Regions from separate parts of the Mus musculus genome. Here region 1 is linked to region 2. Evidence: chromatin contacts called from public HiChIP or PLAC-seq data. All regions are on one chromosome and are shown on one strand. The core of a region is the stretch at or near the end of the contact, and the rest is flanking DNA. Distances in the headings are between cores, read along the strand shown. Region 1 has its middle 20 kb from the start of Hmga1. Region 2 holds the start of Uhrf1bp1 (UHRF1 (ICBP90) binding protein 1).

Evidence for each region. HiChIP or PLAC-seq counts read pairs in DNA pulled down with a chosen protein or histone mark.
Region 1: an H3K4me3 HiChIP or PLAC-seq map of bone marrow-derived macrophages shows a contact between it and region 2, with 2.9 times the contacts expected there. The contact joins the enhancer-like site here to the promoter of Uhrf1bp1 in region 2. A contact is called at or near these places in 9 of 115 datasets of contacts at active chromatin or transcription factors (astrocytes, bone marrow-derived macrophages, craniofacial prominence and 6 more).

The regions. Positions count from the first base shown.
Region 1 is chr17:27,533,567-27,539,677 of GRCm38.p6, reverse strand. No RefSeq gene overlaps it. Among named protein-coding and RNA genes, the nearest start is that of Hmga1, 20 kb to the left of the region's middle. Within about 2 kb of position 4,692, at least 18 of the 459 cell types and tissues checked have an H3K27ac peak or open chromatin away from gene starts, as enhancers often do. A contact at or near this core is called in bone marrow-derived macrophages and pancreatic cancer cells, where this site is marked.
Region 2 is chr17:27,852,371-27,858,250 of GRCm38.p6, reverse strand. Uhrf1bp1 (UHRF1 (ICBP90) binding protein 1) reads right to left here and starts at 1,744. Exons shown (of 21, transcript NM_001080769.1): 1 at 1,457-1,744. The coding sequence starts at 1,500.

The sequences.
Region 1 (6,111 bases), core at 3,443-5,942, 320 kb after region 2:
CTCTGGCCATGGGAGGCTGAGGAGGGAGGGTAGGTTGAGCCTGAAGCTGGAGGTAGCCTGAAGCACGCAAGAAGAGTCATCGCAAAAAGTGAAGGGAAAACTGGATAAATCACACAAGAGAAGGAGCCACCATTAAGGACTGAATGGTAAGGGTTCTTTGTGTCCCCAGCTCTGGGATTCCTCGACTGCTTCAGCAATCAGCCTTTTTACATTTGTATGTTCTTCCTTCCCTCCTTCCTTCTGCCTTGTTTTGTTTTGTTTTGTTTTTTGTTTTGTTTTTGTTTTTTCGAGACAGGGTTTCTCTGTATAGCCCTGGCTGTCCTGGAACTCACTTTGTAGACCAGGCTGGCCTTGAACTCAGAAATCCCCCTGCCTCTGCCTCCCGAGTGCTGGGATTAAAGGCGTACGCAACAACGCCAGGCCTGCCTTTTGTTTTTGTTTTTTGTTTTTTTGTTTTGTTTTGTTTTGTTTTTTTGAGACAGGGTCTCTCTGTGTGGCCCTGGCTGCTTCTGAACTCACTCTGTAGACCAGGCTGGCCTCAGAGATCAGAGTTCGCCTGCCTCTGCCTCCCAAGTGCTGGGATTAAAGTGCTCACCACCGGTGTCAGGCCCCTCCTCACTCCCTGCAGAAGCTGGGAAACCCCAGCTGCCCTCTCCGCCCTTAATCTGCCCAAAGCCCGGGTGCATGGACAAACCTCCCTGACCTGCAACCTCCCCAGCTCGATTGGAAACTCCGAGGGAACCCCACTTCCGGTTTCCGGACCCGCACCCCCAGTGCCTGCCGATGGCTTAGTTTCTGACCGGGTATGGACACCATCCCGACTCCTAGCCGACAGCATTCCCCGCCTGAGCTCTACAAAACCCCTTACTTTAGCTGGACTTGTGACTTTGCTGACCGCCACCTGAGAGGCCAGTGAACCCCTGAAAGCTGCCTCCTGATAATCTTACCTCTATCTACTTTTAATCCAGGCTAATCTGGCCTGTATCTGCATCGAGGAGGGAGAGAGAGTGCCCACCAACCATGCCCGCCATTTTATGTTCTATGGAGTGTTGGCAGTCTTGAATTTCTCACAAGCAATCTTAAAGGTCTCTTCCATGTCTGGTTTGTGAGGTGCTGGGATCTAACCCAGGCTTGCTGAGAGCTAGGCAGACACTGCACCAGCCCAGCCATATCCCTAGTCTCACCATACTCGTTTTGTATTTATTTTGATTTGGGGGTCTCACTCTAACTTCTTGGTTTGTTTGAGACAGGGTTTCTGTGTATCCCTGGCTGTCCTGGAACTCACTCTGTAGACCAGGCTGGCCTCGAACTCAGAAATCTGCCTGCCTCTGCCTCCAGAGTGCTGGGATTAAAGGCCTGTGCCACCACCGCCCTGCATCACTCTAACTTTTTTTATATGTAGCTCCCAATATAGCTCAGGCTGGCCCTGAACTCACAATCATCCTCCTGCTTCACCCTCCTGAGTACTGAGACTGCCCGCTAAACTACCAATCCCTCCTGGACACTTTACTACAGATTTTTATTTGGAAACATTTCTCTTTCATGTGAAGCAGAAGTGCTTTGGGGAAAGCCCTAAACATACATTTATGCTTGGTGGGAAGTCAGAAAGTTCTTTCCCGGAGATGACAGCTGTCTTCCCCACTCACCGTGGCGCCTTGGTTGAAAAAATTGAAAACAAATCAAAGCGCTGATTGCCAACCCTTGCAGGACGGTACTGGTCAGTAGGGTCCCAGCAAGTGTGTGTGTGTGTGTGTGTGTGTGTGTGTGTGTGTGTGTGTGTGAGATTCTGAGCCCACAGCCCCTGCTCCCTGCCGGGTCCCCACATCATCTCAGGTAGCAGCAGCCACACTTCTCCTGACCAGCTTCCTAGGAGAGTGGGGTGTTTATTAAAGGGCACATCATAAAACTGTGTTAATTTGAAACGGACATGTGCACTATTGAAAGCTGACATCAGGACCAGTTCCTGAGGTCCCAAGTCCTGGGAGAGTGTTAGGGAAGGAGGTGGTGTGGGCTAATGAGGAGCAGGCTGCCTTTGTCCATTTGGTTTTAGGGACGGGGCTCTGTGTGCAGGGCTGGCCCCAACTCTTCCAGGACACTGTGATTGTATAATTGTGTGATTGTGTGCACAGCTGCTTCAGGCGCTGTTGCTGATTAAAAAAAAAATTGCCAGGCAGTGGTGGCGCACGCCTTTAATCCCAGCACTTGGGAGGCAGAGGCAGGCAGATTTCTGAGTTTGAGGCCAGCCTGGTCTACAGAGTGAGTTCCAGGACAGCCAAGGCTACACAGAGAAATCCTGCCTAAAAATAAATAAATAAATAAATAAATAAATAAATAAATAAATAAATAAATAAATAAACAAACAAAACACCCCCAAAACCCCAAACAAACAAAAACAAAATTGCTGTGTTTGTGTGTGTAACTGCACAAATCTATGTGTGGCACAGAAGTCGTCGTCAGATCCTGGGGTGATGTGAACCCCTGAACTAGAGCTACCTGGTGTGGATGCGGGGAACTGAGCCCAGGTCCTCTGCAGGAGCAATAAGGACTCTTAAATGTCTGATGAAGAGTGTGGGTGGGTGTGGGGACACTGAGTCCACGACTGACCTTTCCTGTGACCCTTCCCTGGGAAGCCCTCACCTCAGCCGTGTGGTCAGTGTGCTTTTGTCCTGACCATTGACCTCTCAGCGAGCAGCTGTCCCAGCTGCGCCCAGCTCTTGGCATGGCAGCGTGTTGTCCCAGAGCACTTGAGTGTGTTTTCTGACTGAACACAGGTAAAGGGGCAGGCACGGGCGTGTAGAGTCCACACAGGCAGTGGTGACCGTGGCAGTCTTGACTGTTAAGAAACACACCACCACATTCAAGTCGTAGCCTCTTCCGGCAGCCTCCATGGTTCCTTTCAGTAAAACCACGTCTCTGTGAAGGAATGCAACCCCTGTCCTGCCCAAGTTAATCCTGGAGTGGGAAGCAACCGCCCACACCTCATTCTCAGCCAGAGCCGAGGGCCTGGCACAGAACAAGCGACAGCAGACTCCCTGTAGTGACGCCAAGCTTGGGTCCCTAGCACCACCTAAGGCAGAGCTTCCCAGGCTGCTATGGTTTCCTTTCTCTTTTGAAACAGCATCCAGGTAGCCCTGGCTGGACTCCAACTCCCAGAGATCCCCCTGCCTCTGCGTTCCGAGTGCTGCAATTAGGGGCATGAACCACCATATTTCTTCTTTTCTTCTTCTTCTTCTTCTTCTTCTTCTTCTTCTTCTTCTTCTTCTTCTTCTTCTTCTTCTTCTTCTTCTTCTTCTTCCTTTTCTTCTTCTTCTTCTTCTTCTTCTTCTTCTTCTTCTTCTTCTTCTTCTTCTTCTTCTTCTTCTTCTTCTTCTTCTTCTTCTTCTTCGTCTTCTTCGTCTTCTTCTTCTTCGTCTTCTTCTTCTTCTTCTTCTTCTTCCTTTTCTTCTTCTTCTTCTTCCTTTTCTTCTTCTTCTTCTTCTTCTTCTTCTTCTTCTTCTTCTTCTTCTTCTTCTTCTTCTTCTTCTTCCTTTTCTTCTTCTTCTTCTTCTTCTTCTTCTTCTTCTTCTTCTTCTTCTTCCTTTTCTTCTTCTTCTTCTTCCTTTTCTTCTTCTTCTTCTTCTTCTTCTTCTTCTTCTTCTTCTTCTTCTTCTTCTTCTTCTTCTTCTTCTTCTTCTTCTTCTTCTTCTTCTTCCTCTTCTTCTTCTTCTTCTCCTTCCTCCTCCTCCTCCTTCTTCTTTTTTAAAGATTTATTTATTTATTAGCTGCACACTGCAGCACACTGCAGCTGTCTTCAGACCCACCAGAAGAGGGCATCAGATCCCATTACAGATGGTTGTGAGCCACCATGGGGTTGCTGGGATTTGAACTCAGGACCTTTGGTTTTTTTGTTGTTTTTTGTTTTGTTTGGGGGGGGGTTCAAGAAAGGGTTTCTCTATGTAGCCCTGGCTGTCCTGGAACTCACTTTGTAGACCAGGCTGTCCTGGAACTCAGAAATCCGCCTGCCTCTGTTCCTGAGTGCTGGGATTAAAGGTGTGCGCCACCACTGCCCGGCAGGACCTTTGGAAGAAGAGAACCTGAACGTCCAGTTCCCTGAGCTCTGACCCGTCTTCTGACCAGACACCAGGTATGACATGGTACACAGACATACATGTAGGTAAACATCTATACACATAAAGCATTGAAAAATGCTTTTAAAGTTATATTTACTTGTGTGTGTGTGTTTGACATGACACACCGGTGCTGGTCGGAGAGCAAGTTGCAGGAGTCAGTTCTCTTCATCCATCATGTGGGGTCGTCGGGCTTGGCAGCCAGCGCCTTTATGTGCTTCTCTGTGGAGGAGGAAAGCTGAGTGGTTTGTCCCAGGCCACACAGCTAGTACTTCTAGAGTCTGCTATGGCCTACAGTTGTGACGATCTCATGCCTTTGTCCTTTGGGTACCTAACTCCAATTTTCTTCCCAGGAAGATGTGTAGAGTGGTAGGGAGACCCGAGGGTCAAAGGTGAACTTGAGGCGGCTGTGAAGGCACCAATGGACTTGGGTTTCTTCTACAGACAGGCAGCAGGTACCGCCCCATAACAAGTATCCATTAGGTGTTATCCCCAGAAAGACCTGCCAGGCATGTCCCAGCCTGTCCCTTACAGTCTGGGGGACCTGGGTCTCAGCGGGGCAGGCACCGCGTGGTTCAGCTTCCCCCACAGCCTCTTTGCGGTGCCCTCCTGAGTCTGTTAGAATCAGCCTGGGATGCTGCTGGCTTTGGTCCCAGCAAGGAGCGCTGTTGCCACCTCGTGGTCATAGCTGGCATTGCAGTGCCTGTTCTGAACAAGCGATCCCACGCCTGTTCTTGGGATGGACTGGGGTCACAAGGTGGGGAGGAAGAACAGAGGTGCTGAGGTCTGGTCTGTTGCTATGTATTGCAATGCTAAATTCTGTACCCGAAGGTCTAGGATCAAGTGGATTGTCACATTTACCAGCTTTTGTTGTACAACCGGTGTTTTTAATTTAAAACTATTGGTTAAGCTGGGCGTGGTGGCGCATGCCTTTAATCTCAGCACTCTGGAGGCAGAGGCAGGCGGATTTCTGAGTTCGAGGCCAGCCTGGTCTACAGAGTGAGTTCCAGACAGCCAGGGCTATACAGAGAAACCCTGTCTTTTTGTTTTGTTTTGTTTTTGTTTTTAAAGATGTATTTATTAGTATAAGTTCACTGTAGCTGTCTTCAAACACACCAGAAGAGGGTATCAGATCTCATTATGGGTGGTTGTGAGCCACCATGTGGTTGCTGGGATTTGAACTCAGTACCTTTGGAAGAGCAGTCGGTGCTCTTACCCACTGAACCATCTCACCAGCCGGAGAAACCCTGTCTTGAACCCCCCCCCCCCCAAAACAAAAACAAACCCAAAAAACAAAAACCAAAGCCAAACCAAACCAAAACAAAACAAAAACCTATTGGTTAAATAAAAACTGGCTACAGCCAGTTTCTGGAGGGGTTAGAGTTAGATGGGTTTTGAGTTACCTGGTTAAAGAGGAGGAGGAGAAGAGGGAGAACGAGGAGGAGAGGGGAGAAGGCACCATGAGAGATGTACAACACTGTAGAAATAGCTAGGCCAGCAGTTAGAACAGTAGATTAGGGGTTATCCACCCCCAGTCATTGTCAAAGCCAAATAAAATAACCATAGTCTGAGTCTCATTTATTTGTAATCTAGTTGGGGATAAATTGGTTGTAAGACACAGGCATAGGGGAGGTAGGTGGGGTAGGCAGCGAGGCCCCTTGTGGGTTCACAGGCCACTCAAGCATCCACAGGTGGCTCTCTACCACCCATTACAGCTTGCAGGGAGAAGGGACTCCTGTGGACAGGCTGATGAGCAAGGCGGAGGCAGCGCCTTCCAGAAGGTCTCTGGCCTGCGGAGTCTGCCTGCAGCCAGCAACTCTTGAGTTCAGTGTGTTGAGAAGTGCCAAGGGGGCAGGCTCCTCAGCAGCCCCTGCCATCAGGCGAGGGAGGTGAGAGGCCGCCCCCACACAAGGGAACCAGAGCAGGAGTCAGACCTTCTTTGTGTTTTCTTTCTTTTTAAAATTAGTTTGTAACTATGGGTGGTTTGCCTGCATGTATGTATGCC
Region 2 (5,880 bases), core at 495-2,994:
ATGACTCCCCAGAGTTGCCCTGCAACCTCCACTAGCACACTGTGGCACTTCTGCACCTCTCTGAACGCACACAAAACAACACACACATACCCAATAAGAACAATTAGCCACACAAGTTGTAACCCCCAAAATGCCCGGTGTCCTACTGGGCGCTCTGTGAGGCTCTTAAATAAATCTTTCAATATAAAAACACATGGAGTCTTCTAATTTATCACTGTCTCACCACATGGTCCAAGTTGGCTGGGAACTCTACTGTAGGCTGGCCTTAAAACCCCACTCCTCCTACCTCAGCCTCCAAATGCTAGGACCTCGGGGGTGTGTGCACCACAGCAGCCTAGATAGTCTTTGACGTATCTACTACTACTATCTAGTTTGAAAGAGATAAACGTTGAAGAGGAAGTGCCCAGACTCCAGGAGCCGGCCCTTCAGTCATGCACATAACAGTTAATCAAACAAGGTATCTGAATCTAGCTAATAAATGTCTAAGATCACATAAGCCAATGTCAGCCAGGCAACGGGGGACACCACGTCAGGGACAGAGGCTCACACAAGCCCTGGTGTTCCATGTTGACTGGCAACACTCACACACACCTCTTGAAAACCACTAGTCACTGTGCTGCCAAACTCTGGATCACTAGAGCCTCTGAGACAACCTAAATTAACAACCATCACCAAGCTAGAATAAGCAGCGAAAACCAACTGCAAAGCTAGCTCCCAATTTTCGCAGCCACCCATTCTAACAAGCTGCATCATCACGCAGAGACCAGGAGTCCTTCAGATATAGCTGAAAAGTGTCTTGCCAGCTAACCCGTCATGCCCCAAATACAGAGCGACAGGACAGCTTAACAGGAGGCCACAAAGCACAAGTGGACACTGGCTGTCAAACAAACCTCCATGGCATCTTAAAGGGAAGGCTGCTGAAACTTTATCCCCCACCTCCGCTGACCTTTCTCCAATCCGTCTGTGTACGGAGAAGAAAGCGGACCCAGAAAGGAGGGAGGTCCGAAAGGACGACCAGCCTCGGGTGAAGGGTTTATATCTTTTCAAGAGTGATGCAACAGGGTCAGACAGAAGAGGAGGAGCTCGCCTCACAGAAGGAGAAAGCCGGCGTCGGCGCTGCAATCGAAGGGGACCTGGGTAATCCAGCACGGAGCGGCAAAGCCAGAAATGAACCGGCGCTGGGCGGCTCGGCAGGCGGGAAGAGGCCTCCAGGGCTGGCCTGCCAGGTTCCGTGCGGGTCTGGAAGGTACGGCCAGGAAAGGGCTGGGTGACCCGCGCCGAGGAAGGAGGCGGCGACGGGGGTGGGGAGGAAGGTGGCCCGGGCGAGGGAGTAATGCAGCGCCGACAACGGCCCGCAAGAGTTGAATCGCGCCTGCAGGGAGCCGCTCGCCCAGAGCGGCCGGAGGGAGGTCGGAGGGCTCGGAAAAGGACCGAGTACGCGGGGTGGCGCTCTCACCGGGACAGATGCTTCAAGATCTGCTTCTTAATGATCCCGGCCATGCTGCAGCCCGGGCCCGCGTGGAATGCAGGCAGACGGGCAGCCGTGGCCTCCTCAGTTGTGGAAAAGAGGCGTCCTCTCACCTCGCCGCGGCGCGGGCACCGGCTGCCGTAGCCACAGTGGCCGCCATGGCTCTCTGTCGCCCCTAACTCAGCGCCAGGAGTTCCGCCGCGTTCCCACCCGCCCGTGCGGCGCCGCAGGATCCCGCGGAGCAGAACCCAGACCGCACGCCACCCTCCGGGATCCCCGTGGCGAGAGCGCACGGCGAGGGGCGGGGACGCGCGCGGCGGCACAGGCGCAAGGGATGAGGGGCGGGGCGGCGGGAGCTCAGAGGCATAGGGGGCGGGGCAACTGCGCGGGGCGGGGCTTACACGCTCAGAGGCGGGGCTCACTCTTCCAGAAGGTAGATGGTGGCATTCGCCTTTACTCCGAACTCTCCAGAGCCAGAGGCAAGCAAATATAGGACCTTGAGACCAACCCTGTCTACATGGGGACTACCAAGACAGGGTTACATTAAGAGACCTTGTCTCTTCTGAGTTCGAGGCCAGCCTGGTCTACAAAGTGAGTTCCATGACAGCCAGGGCTATACAGAGAAACGCTGTCTCGAAAAACCACAAAAAAAAAAAAAGACCCAAGAAATCTAACCTTTAATGCTTCCAGTTTCAAGAAAAATATCTGCAGTTATTAAGCTGCTAAATACATAAGGCCTCCGTGATAAAGTGCTCGCCAAGCCTTGGGCCACTCCATTAAACACAGATGGAGGCTCCTTCCACTCTTCACTGTATCCAGGAGATACTCAGATACCATCTGACCAAAGCTACAAAACTGGGGCAAGGGCTGAATCCTGTTTCCATGCATGACAATGGCTCAGTGCAGGATCTCATTTCCCAATGCACCATTCTGACAAACTGCTGAGGTCAAAACGCCGAACAACCACAGCAAACCTAACCAACATACTTTGCTTAAAGCCCCCTTTAGGAAATTTAAATGTCTATTGATCATTAGTACATGACTCAATATACTTAACTGCCTTTTGAAAAGGGAGCAATGGAAATGAGAGCCAATGTCTTTAATTCTCGCTATTTCGTGTGGTTTTGCTTTCTTGGTAAGTTTGGCGGGAGTAGGAATTAATTACATCAAGCAAATGAGGTAAGTACTCCACTCAGACGCACCGCCCCCCAAAGACGGAGTGTTTTTATTTATCTGTGCATTCCTATGTGAGTGTGAATGTCATGTGCCCACAGAGACCAGAAGCTGTCAGATTCTTTGGCACTGGAGTTACAAGTAGTTGTGAGCCACTTGGTGTGGGTGCTGAGCACTGCACCTAAGCCCTCTAGAGCAGCACTTAGCAGGGAGCCATCTCTCCAGTCCCCAGGTCTTTTAAGTTTACTCTTGGAGCCCAGCGTGGTGGCGCAAGCCTTTAATCCCAGCACTCTGGAGGCAAAGGCAGGCGGATTTCTGAGTTTGAGGCCAGCCTGGTCTACAAAGTGAGTTCCAGGACAGCCAGGGCTACAAAGAGAACCCCTGTCTCGAAAAACCACCAAAAAAAAGTTTACTCTTGGTTGAGATTGAGACAAGGTATCCAGATATAGCCCTAGATGGCCCAGGGATTGCTATGTAGATAGACCAGGATGTGGCCAAAGTGGCAGCCATCCTCCTGTCTCTGCCTCCTGAGCGCCAAAAAATGTGGCTGTTCACACCACACCTGGCTATACTGTTTTAGTCACTGCAACTAACATTCATTGAGCTTTCACAAGCTGTCGTAAGTTCCTTCTGAAACTTTATTCATAACTAGCAATGTTTCCAGATTGAGATTTAATTTTAATTTTAAACACTGAGACAAAAAACATGGCACAAGCCTTTAGTCCCCACAATCAGGAGGTGGAAAAACAGGTGGATCTACTTGAATCTGAAGCCAGCCTGGTCTACAGACTGAGTTTCAGGACAGCCAGGGCTACACAGAGAAACCCTGTCTCAAAATTAATCAATCAATCAATCAAAAAGAGAGGATTGAGAAGGAGGGGGGGTGGAAATTGTCGGACAATAGTTTTTCTTGTTGAGACAGGGTTTTCCTGTGCAGCCCTGGCTATCCTGGAAATAATTTCTAGACCAGACTGGCCTAAAACTCACAGAGATAGGCCTGCCTCTGTGCCCCTAATCCTGAGTGCTGGGATTAAAAATGTGCGCTGCCACACCCAGCTGATACTATGCTCTTAAAATCCCAGTCCTCATGAGCTGAGGTAGTTCAAGGCCAACCTGGGCTATATAATACAATGCCATCTCAGGATAGCAGCCAGGCATGAGGGAAGCACCTAGGAGGAAGAAGCAAGACTATTAGGAATTCAAGGTTGTCCTCAGCTCTATAGTCATTTCTAAGACAACCCAGGTTCCAGGTGACCAGTATCTTTATTTTTCTGCATACACACCAGAAGAGGGCATCAGATTCCATTAGAGATGGTTATGTTCCACCATGTGGTTGCTGGGGATTGAAGTCAGGACCTGTGGAAGATTAGACAGTGCTCTTTACCTCTGAGCTATCTCTCCAGCCTGGAGACCATATCTTGAAAAAATGGAAGGGAAATTGGAGAGATGGCTAGGTAAATAAGAGCACTGGCTGCTCTTCCTGAGTTCAATTCCCACCTCTGACACCCTCACACATATACATGCAGGCAAAATGCCAATGAACATAAAATGAAAATAAGTTACATAAAAAAACTAAAAAATTGTTTGTTTTGTTTTTTTCCAGACAGGGTTTCTGTTTGTCTGAGAATTTGCTCTTTAGAGAAGGCTGGCCTCGAACTCAGCAATCTACCTACCTCTGCCTCTGAGTGCTAGGACTAAAGGCATGCACTACATAACACTCAGCTGAGTAATGAGCTTGCCCATTTTGCCAATTGGATTTTTGGACCGAGTTGAGGCAGAAATGCCAAATCAAGTGGCCTAGAGACCAAAAAACCTAAAGTAGTAAATCAGCAAAATGATTCTCTCTGTGTTGTGGTTTAGTTAGGCCTATTACCTTCCACACGCTGCTTCTAGATTCTGTACAGCTGGCAATATTAAGAACCACAGTGGCTGGGCAGTGGTGGAGCACGCCTTTAATCCCAGCACTTGGGAGGCAGAGGCAGGTGGATTTCTGAGTTCCAGGCCAGCCTGTTCTACAGAGTGAGTTCCAGGACAGCCAGGGCTACACAGAGAAACCCTGTCTAGAAAAAAACAAACAAACAAACAAACAAACAAAAGGAAACAAACAAAAGAGAACCACATCGGGGGCTTGAGAGATGGCTCAGCGGTTAAGAGCACTGACTGCTCTTCCAGTGGTCCTGAGTTCAAATCCCAGCAACCACATTGTGGCTCACAATCACCTGTAATGAGATCTGACGCCCTCTTCTGGTGTGTCTGAAGACAGCTATAGTGTACTTACATATAACAATAAATAAATCTTTGGGCAGAGCGAGCAGAGATCCTGAGTTCAATTCCCAGCAACCACATGATGGCTTACAACCATCTGTACAGCTACAGTGTCCTCATATACATAAAATAAATAAATATTTTATTTAAAAAAAAAAAACCATAGGGCTGGAGAGATGGCTCAGCTGTTAAAGGCTAGGCTCACAACCAAAAATATAAGAGTTCGGTTCCCAGCACCCACGGCTGTCTCTCCAGCCAAAAGAAAAAAGAAAAAAAAAAAAAAAGAACCATAGATACATGGATCATTTTAACTACACCAAGTTAGATCAACTAAGAAAAAGAACCCATTTCATTTTACAAATCTTGTAGATGTCACCATTAGCTGACAAGAAGGCTGGCCATGGCAGCACACACCTGTCATCCCAGCGCTAGGGAAGTAAAAGGGTCAGCCTTAGCTACACAGTGAGGTCAAGACCAGCCTGATCTCATGAGAGCCCTTCTTGCTCTGTGCCCCTCACACCCACCCTCATGACCAAAGGCCAAGAAGGGGATTTGAAAGAGGAGTAAATAGCTAAAGTGGGTATTTACAGGCATGGCTAGTAATCAGAGCTCAATCGTGGGGACATAAGGCTCTCACAAGTTGTCTTCTGACCTACACATTCACAAACACACATATACAAATTAATGTAATAATAAAAAATAAAATAAAATATAAGGCTTGTTGTTTTGAGACAGGGTTTCTCTGTGTAGCCCTGGCTGTCCTGGATCTCACTCTATAGACTAGGCTGGTCTCAAACTCAGAGATTCACCTGCCTCTGTTTCCTGAGTGCTGGGATTAGAGGTATGTGACACCACCATATAAAATGAAAATTTTAACATTTGATATGCCAGTCAGGCATGACACTGCATGCCCATAATCCTAGCACTAAGGCTTAGTCTGGCTTTATATAGATCCAGACAAATATGATGACATC